Regions from separate parts of the Mus musculus genome. Here region 2 is linked to region 1. The links are chromatin contacts, called in public ChIA-PET maps. All regions are on one chromosome and are shown on one strand. Each heading gives the region's core, a stretch centred on a gene start, on an enhancer-like site or on the middle of the called end of the contact. The rest is flanking DNA. Distances are from core to core; before and after follow the strand shown. Region 1 overlaps Rras2 (related RAS viral (r-ras) oncogene 2). Region 2 overlaps Pde3b (phosphodiesterase 3B, cGMP-inhibited).

What was found. ChIA-PET counts read pairs in DNA pulled down with a chosen protein or histone mark.
Region 2: an RNA polymerase II ChIA-PET map of memory CD8 T cells shows a contact between it and region 1, with 3 times the contacts expected there. The contact joins two enhancer-like sites. A contact is called at or near these places in 1 of 39 promoter capture datasets (pre-B cells), 2 of 484 Hi-C or Micro-C datasets (CD4 T cells and CD8 T cells), 2 of 115 datasets of contacts at active chromatin or transcription factors (large pre-B cells and memory CD8 T cells) and 2 of 9 other capture datasets (liver and pancreatic islet).

The regions. Positions count from the first base shown.
Region 1 is chr7:114,102,811-114,105,489 of GRCm38.p6, reverse strand. All of the region lies in intron 1 of Rras2 (related RAS viral (r-ras) oncogene 2), which reads left to right. Among named protein-coding and RNA genes, the nearest start is that of Rras2, 14 kb to the left of the region's middle. Within about 2 kb of position 1,364, at least 58 of the 459 cell types and tissues checked have an H3K27ac peak or open chromatin away from gene starts, as enhancers often do. A contact at or near this core is called in CD8 T cells and memory CD8 T cells, where this site is marked.
Region 2 is chr7:114,489,344-114,492,022 of GRCm38.p6, reverse strand. Pde3b (phosphodiesterase 3B, cGMP-inhibited) reads right to left here. Exons shown (of 16, transcript NM_011055.2): 2 at 533-583. Among named protein-coding and RNA genes, the nearest start is that of Cyp2r1, 72 kb to the left of the region's middle. Within about 2 kb of position 1,377, at least 5 of the 459 cell types and tissues checked have an H3K27ac peak or open chromatin away from gene starts, as enhancers often do. A contact at or near this core is called in CD8 T cells and memory CD8 T cells, where this site is marked.

The DNA.
Region 1 (2,679 bases), core at 115-2,614:
TAGTGTACACTTTTAAACTAGCTGGTGGACAGAGACAGATAGATCCCAGGGGCTTGTTGGCTAGCTGTGTAGACAAAAGGGCATGCTTCAGGTTCAGAGAGATAAAAAAAATGTGTCGACAATATGGCTCTGGGGTAACTGTGCCTGCTGCCCAGCCTGATGAGACTTGAGTTCAATCAGAGACCCATATGGTAGACGACATGTCCTCTGACCTCCAGCGAAACTCTGTATGTGTACATGCACGTGCACACGTACATACACACATAAGTACGTTATGGTAGTGGATCCACACATAGTCTTCTTTAGCCCAAATGGTCTTTGGACAAGATAGTCTTATATATCTTAATTTCTCTGGAAATTCTGATTTGAGCGATGCGAGAGAGCCTTGAGAGAAAGGAGTTGGAAAGTTGCTACTTTTGCCTTATTTCTTGGTGGGTTTTTCTCCTAATGCCTTATTTTGGGTTCCATCATGGCGTGTGGCTGAGACTAGAACAGTCAGCCGTGGCTGGAAGGAGAGGATCTTTGAGTGGGTAGTCACGTCCAACTTCAAGGAAGGTTTGTGACAGGGCAGAATGTTGATGGCTCAGAAATGACGGAGACAGACGTGACTGTGCAGTTTGTGATTTCAGGTCTTTTGCTTCTGAAATGAAGAAGTGGCAGCTAGCTGAGGTAGGAGTTTGCGTTAAACTTTCTGTGAGCATTTTTGTACATGTACACACAGGCTTGTCTTCAACTCGAGTGGGTTTATCCTTAGAGGGTGCCTGTCATCATGGCACTTGCCTGTGTGATCCTAGCTGAGGCAGAAGGATCACCAGGAGTTTAGGCTGGCCTGGGCTACAGATGAGACTCTTAACTGAGGGAGAAGTTTGTGGGGTTTTGAAATAAAGAACATAGAAACAGAATTTAAAGCGGAGGTTGGTTTTGTTTGTTTGTTTTGTTTTTGTTTATTTGTTTTGAGATAGGGTGTCTCTGTCTAGCCTTCGCTGTCCTGGAACCTGCTCTGTATATAAGGCTGGCCTCGAACTCAGACTGGACTGTCTCTGCCTCCCAAGTGCTTTGCTTAAAGACGTTAAGAACAGGGTGGGAATGGTGAGGGCTGTGTTTGAGTAGTTCAGAGTTCACCACATCTTGAGTCTTGGAGTTCCTTACCATTGTGAAGTCGGGGAGGTTCTGTGGTCATCCGCTCATTAATCAAACCCTTTTATTTATGTGTGAGATTGGCTCTCCCAGTGCTTGTTGCCTTGACTGCTTTTGGAGCACAGACCCCAGCTGTCCTGCCTCCGCCTGCCGAGCACCTGGGCCTGTGGCCGATGACAGCACACACTGCTTGAGTAGGTATGAAAATAGGGCAGGCACCTCTGCCGACTGTGATTGGGCTGCACATCTCCGTTTTCAGTTTTAACCGTGGAGGCTCCCGTGGTCTTCTTGCAGTCTGTGATGTGCCTGCTTCAGGCTTCTCTGTGGCGCAGGGTTTCAGGAAGCAGCGTTAGGCAGATGAAGCTGTCTGACGCGGGTTACTTGAGTCTCTGGTTTTGGATGGACAGTGCGTGGTGCACAGCTGCTGCTCCAGCGGCTTTGTCCCAGCTGTCCTCTCTGCCTGTCGCAGAATACTCCACATTCCTTTCCCTACCCTCCTGTCATACTCTAGACTATTACTTAAGCGGATCCCCGCGATCGTTACATTGGATGACTTCTCCACCACTAATCACTGTTTGCTTAGACCGGTCCCGGTATGTGTTGTGTAACAGATTCAAGCCCTGCGGTCTTTGTAATTTTGGGTTATGAGTTAATGTTACGGTTGTGAAATATTGATATACAACCATTAAGTGATTGCCATTGAAGAGGGTAACAAACTTGATGATATCCCAAGCAAGTAGCTGGTATCTGGGTAGTGGCCCTGCATCCTCTCATTTATTAACTTACCTGTGTTAGTAGGTTTCAATAAAAGTGTAAAAGGAAAAGCCATATAATACTCCATTGTTATATGTTGTGATACGTTTTTTTACTATGTAGCCCTGGTTGGCCTGCAGCTTGCTATGTAGACTAGGCTGTGTGGAACCCTTGTAGATAACGTCTGCCTGCCTCTGCCTCTTGAGTGCTGGGGTAGAAGATGTGTGTCACCAAGCCTGGCTGCATGTATGTTACAGGAGTTGCCTTACTTGATCTGTAATTACTTTATCATTTCCGTTTCATATCGGGGGAAACCCACACTCAGTTGTTTAGTACTTGCTCAAAATCCTGCAGTGGCAACAGATTTGATTTGAATTCACATTTTCTGATGTTGAAGCCAGTGTAGAGTTGGCTAATCCTGACATTTCAGTGTCACTGTGCATGTATTTCTGTCTTTTTACAAAAGGGGCCGCTGCCGGGCAGTGGTGGCACACGCCTTTGGTCCCAGCACTTGGGAGGCAGAGGCAGGTGGATTTCTGAGTTCGAGGCCAGGCTGGTCTACAGAGTGAGTTCCAGGACAGCCAGGGCTACACAGAGGAACCCTGACTTGAAAAACCAAAGGAAGAAAAAAAAAAAAACAAACCAAAACAAAAGGGGCCACTTATTTAATAACTGCAGAGCGGGGCTTGAATGGGAAGCACAGTGCTTTTTCCGGCATCCCTCCTCCAGTCCTTTGATCTGTGATCCGTGTTGCTGGATCTACACATGGTTCTCAGGCTACTGCCTGCT
Region 2 (2,679 bases), core at 128-2,627, 390 kb before region 1:
GGGGATCCAGTGGGTGGGGCTCTGAGGCCACAGCAATTCTCTCTGATGTTACATGGTACTAGTTAAATGGGAGGTTTAGCTTGTGGAAATCCACTCACTCAACTGTACACTTTTCTGTACATATGTTACAAGTCAGTATGAAGTATTTTTCAGAAATGAAATTAGAGCATTTTGTTTCCCTTATAATAAAATGTTTTACCAGCTGATTTAGTGTTTTATATATGGCCTGAAATCTGTTCCTTTGTACATCAGTGTCCCATAACCAAAAAATAAACAACAACAACAAAAAAAACTCATCTTTATTAAAAAGATACTAATTTTGGTCGATGATTATATTAGAAGTACTTTTAAAACAACTACGTATTTAATTTTCTTTTTCTTTTATATTTAATAAACTTTTACAAATCTACTTCTATGAAGATTCTAACTTTTCGTTCAAATAAAGAACATTTTATTATACACTAATCCTATGAGAGTAGCTTTACCTAAAGGATGAGTGATTTTGGAGGACATCAGTATCGTCCATACTCACCTGGTAATGAGGTTTACACCACTGCTTCAAGTCCCAGTCCCAGAGGATCATCTGTAAAAGAACACTGGGTTACTTGCCATGAACAAACACATACAGAGGCAAGCTTCACCCTCTCCACTGATGACAGCTACAACAGCTTAAATCTCAGAAAGGGAATGGAGAGATGAAAATAAAAATAATCTCTTTACAGATTACCTCATTAATTTATATACTCCATAACTGAGCAATCTGAAGGCTAAACCATTTTCAGAACAAAAGCACTACAGTAACTTATATTAACCTTCAAATATTTATTATTTGGCTGGAAGGATGGCTCAGAGGTTAAAGGCACTCACTGCTCTCACAGATCGACCCAGGATCAAATCCCAGCACCCTCCTCAGGTGGCTCACAACTGCCTGTCGCTCCAACACTAGAAGATCCAGTGCCCAGTTCTGGAATCCATGGGTACTGCACATACATGGCACACATACAGACAAACACATAAGTAAATTAAAAAATTTAAATATAAAAATATCATAAAAAGGAAAAACAGATCCAAAAGCATGCCACTGAAAATGTAAGAAAAGTGAGCTATAAGCAGACACCCCATACCCACCCCCAAGAGTCGTCATCAACTTAAGCTGAAGTCTGTGTGGAGCTATTCCTCTGATGGACAAACCTTCAGAACTTCTTGCACCCTATAAATTACATTTAAGTAAATGGTTGACAAGAATCAAAGTAGACTCCTTTCAATACACGAAAAAGTAGTGTCTGCTTTTGTTTCTTTCTTTCAAGACTACTGGTGTAACTCTCAGCCCAGCCTTGCTTTCTCTGCTTCTTCCTAGAAGGCTTCCTGCCTATCTGGCTTGTCTAATACAGCAGTCACTGCATTCAGCACGATGGTTAACTTGAAGTGACAGAGCTATCATGGCCATGACAATCTATTTCTATGAACTGTTTTGAGTTAATAAGTAAGTTTCTTCTTTTGACTTAACTAATTCCTTATAATTGCCATTTTCTATAAGGCTTGAACCCTAATACTGAGTAAGCCTTTAAATTTGTTTTAACTCCTAAAATGTTCTTAATACTTCACTCACTACTTATATTGTTTCTTATCTTTGGGCTTATTCCTTTTGGTTTCAAAAATCTTTTTAAGACTTGTTTTAATGACTGGTTTATGTTATATATTACTAAGGCCACTTTCTGAATACAGAGAGGAGAGCTATATTTCTTGGTCTGGATCATCCTCCTTAAAAGGACTCTTTTTGTACAATTTAATTTTTTTTAATTTAAAATATACTTTTCCCATATATGTCCCCTACCTCTCATTCAAATTCATGGCCTCTTTTTTCTTGTTACAGGTATATATATACAGGTATATGTGGCAAGGGTTGGTTGTGAGAATCCCCTTTTCTTTGTTTGTTTGTTTGTTTGTTTGTTTGTTTGATTGTTTTTTAAACACATTTCCAGCAGGCTATGATACATGCAGTGGCCAATCTTTAGTTCACAGTATCTTGTAAGAAGCCAGGACAGGATCTTCATCCTTCTCACCCACCCCACCTTCTCCTCAGGCATTCACACAAAGGCATTCTGCTATGCTCACACAGGTGCCCTTCCTCCCGCACAAGCTGTATTTCCCTGCTATCAAGCTTGGAATGGACAGTCACAGGCTTACAGATGATAAAAGCCCATCTTTGATCAGCTTCCAGATCTTCTGGTAGGACTGGCACTGGCAACCTCATTGGTCTCGCTGGGGTCCATCCAGACCTCCTTTTTGCCTCAGCAGAGACCATATAAAAAGTCAAGCCCCTCCTGAAGCCTGAGCATACTCATGGCTGTAGCAGCAAATGAAAGGGTGCAAAATAATAATTAACAACAACAACAATAATGTGTTATCTATTTGGTCACTACTCCAACATTTCCTAATGGTTGGAAAAACCATTTTTTAAGGGAACGGAGTATAGGCTTTGAAAATTATCTGTGGTCTCTTGCTTATTTTTCCTTTAAAACATCTTAAAATATTTAAAAAATTGTTCAGAATAAGGCTGATGGTAAGAAAGTCACTGTGGGCTACAATTTGGTGATTCCTATTTTAGAAAATATACTACCTTCAGTCTTTAAAAGGGGTCGTGGTATTGTTGCTATCTACTCATCAACATCCTTCCAG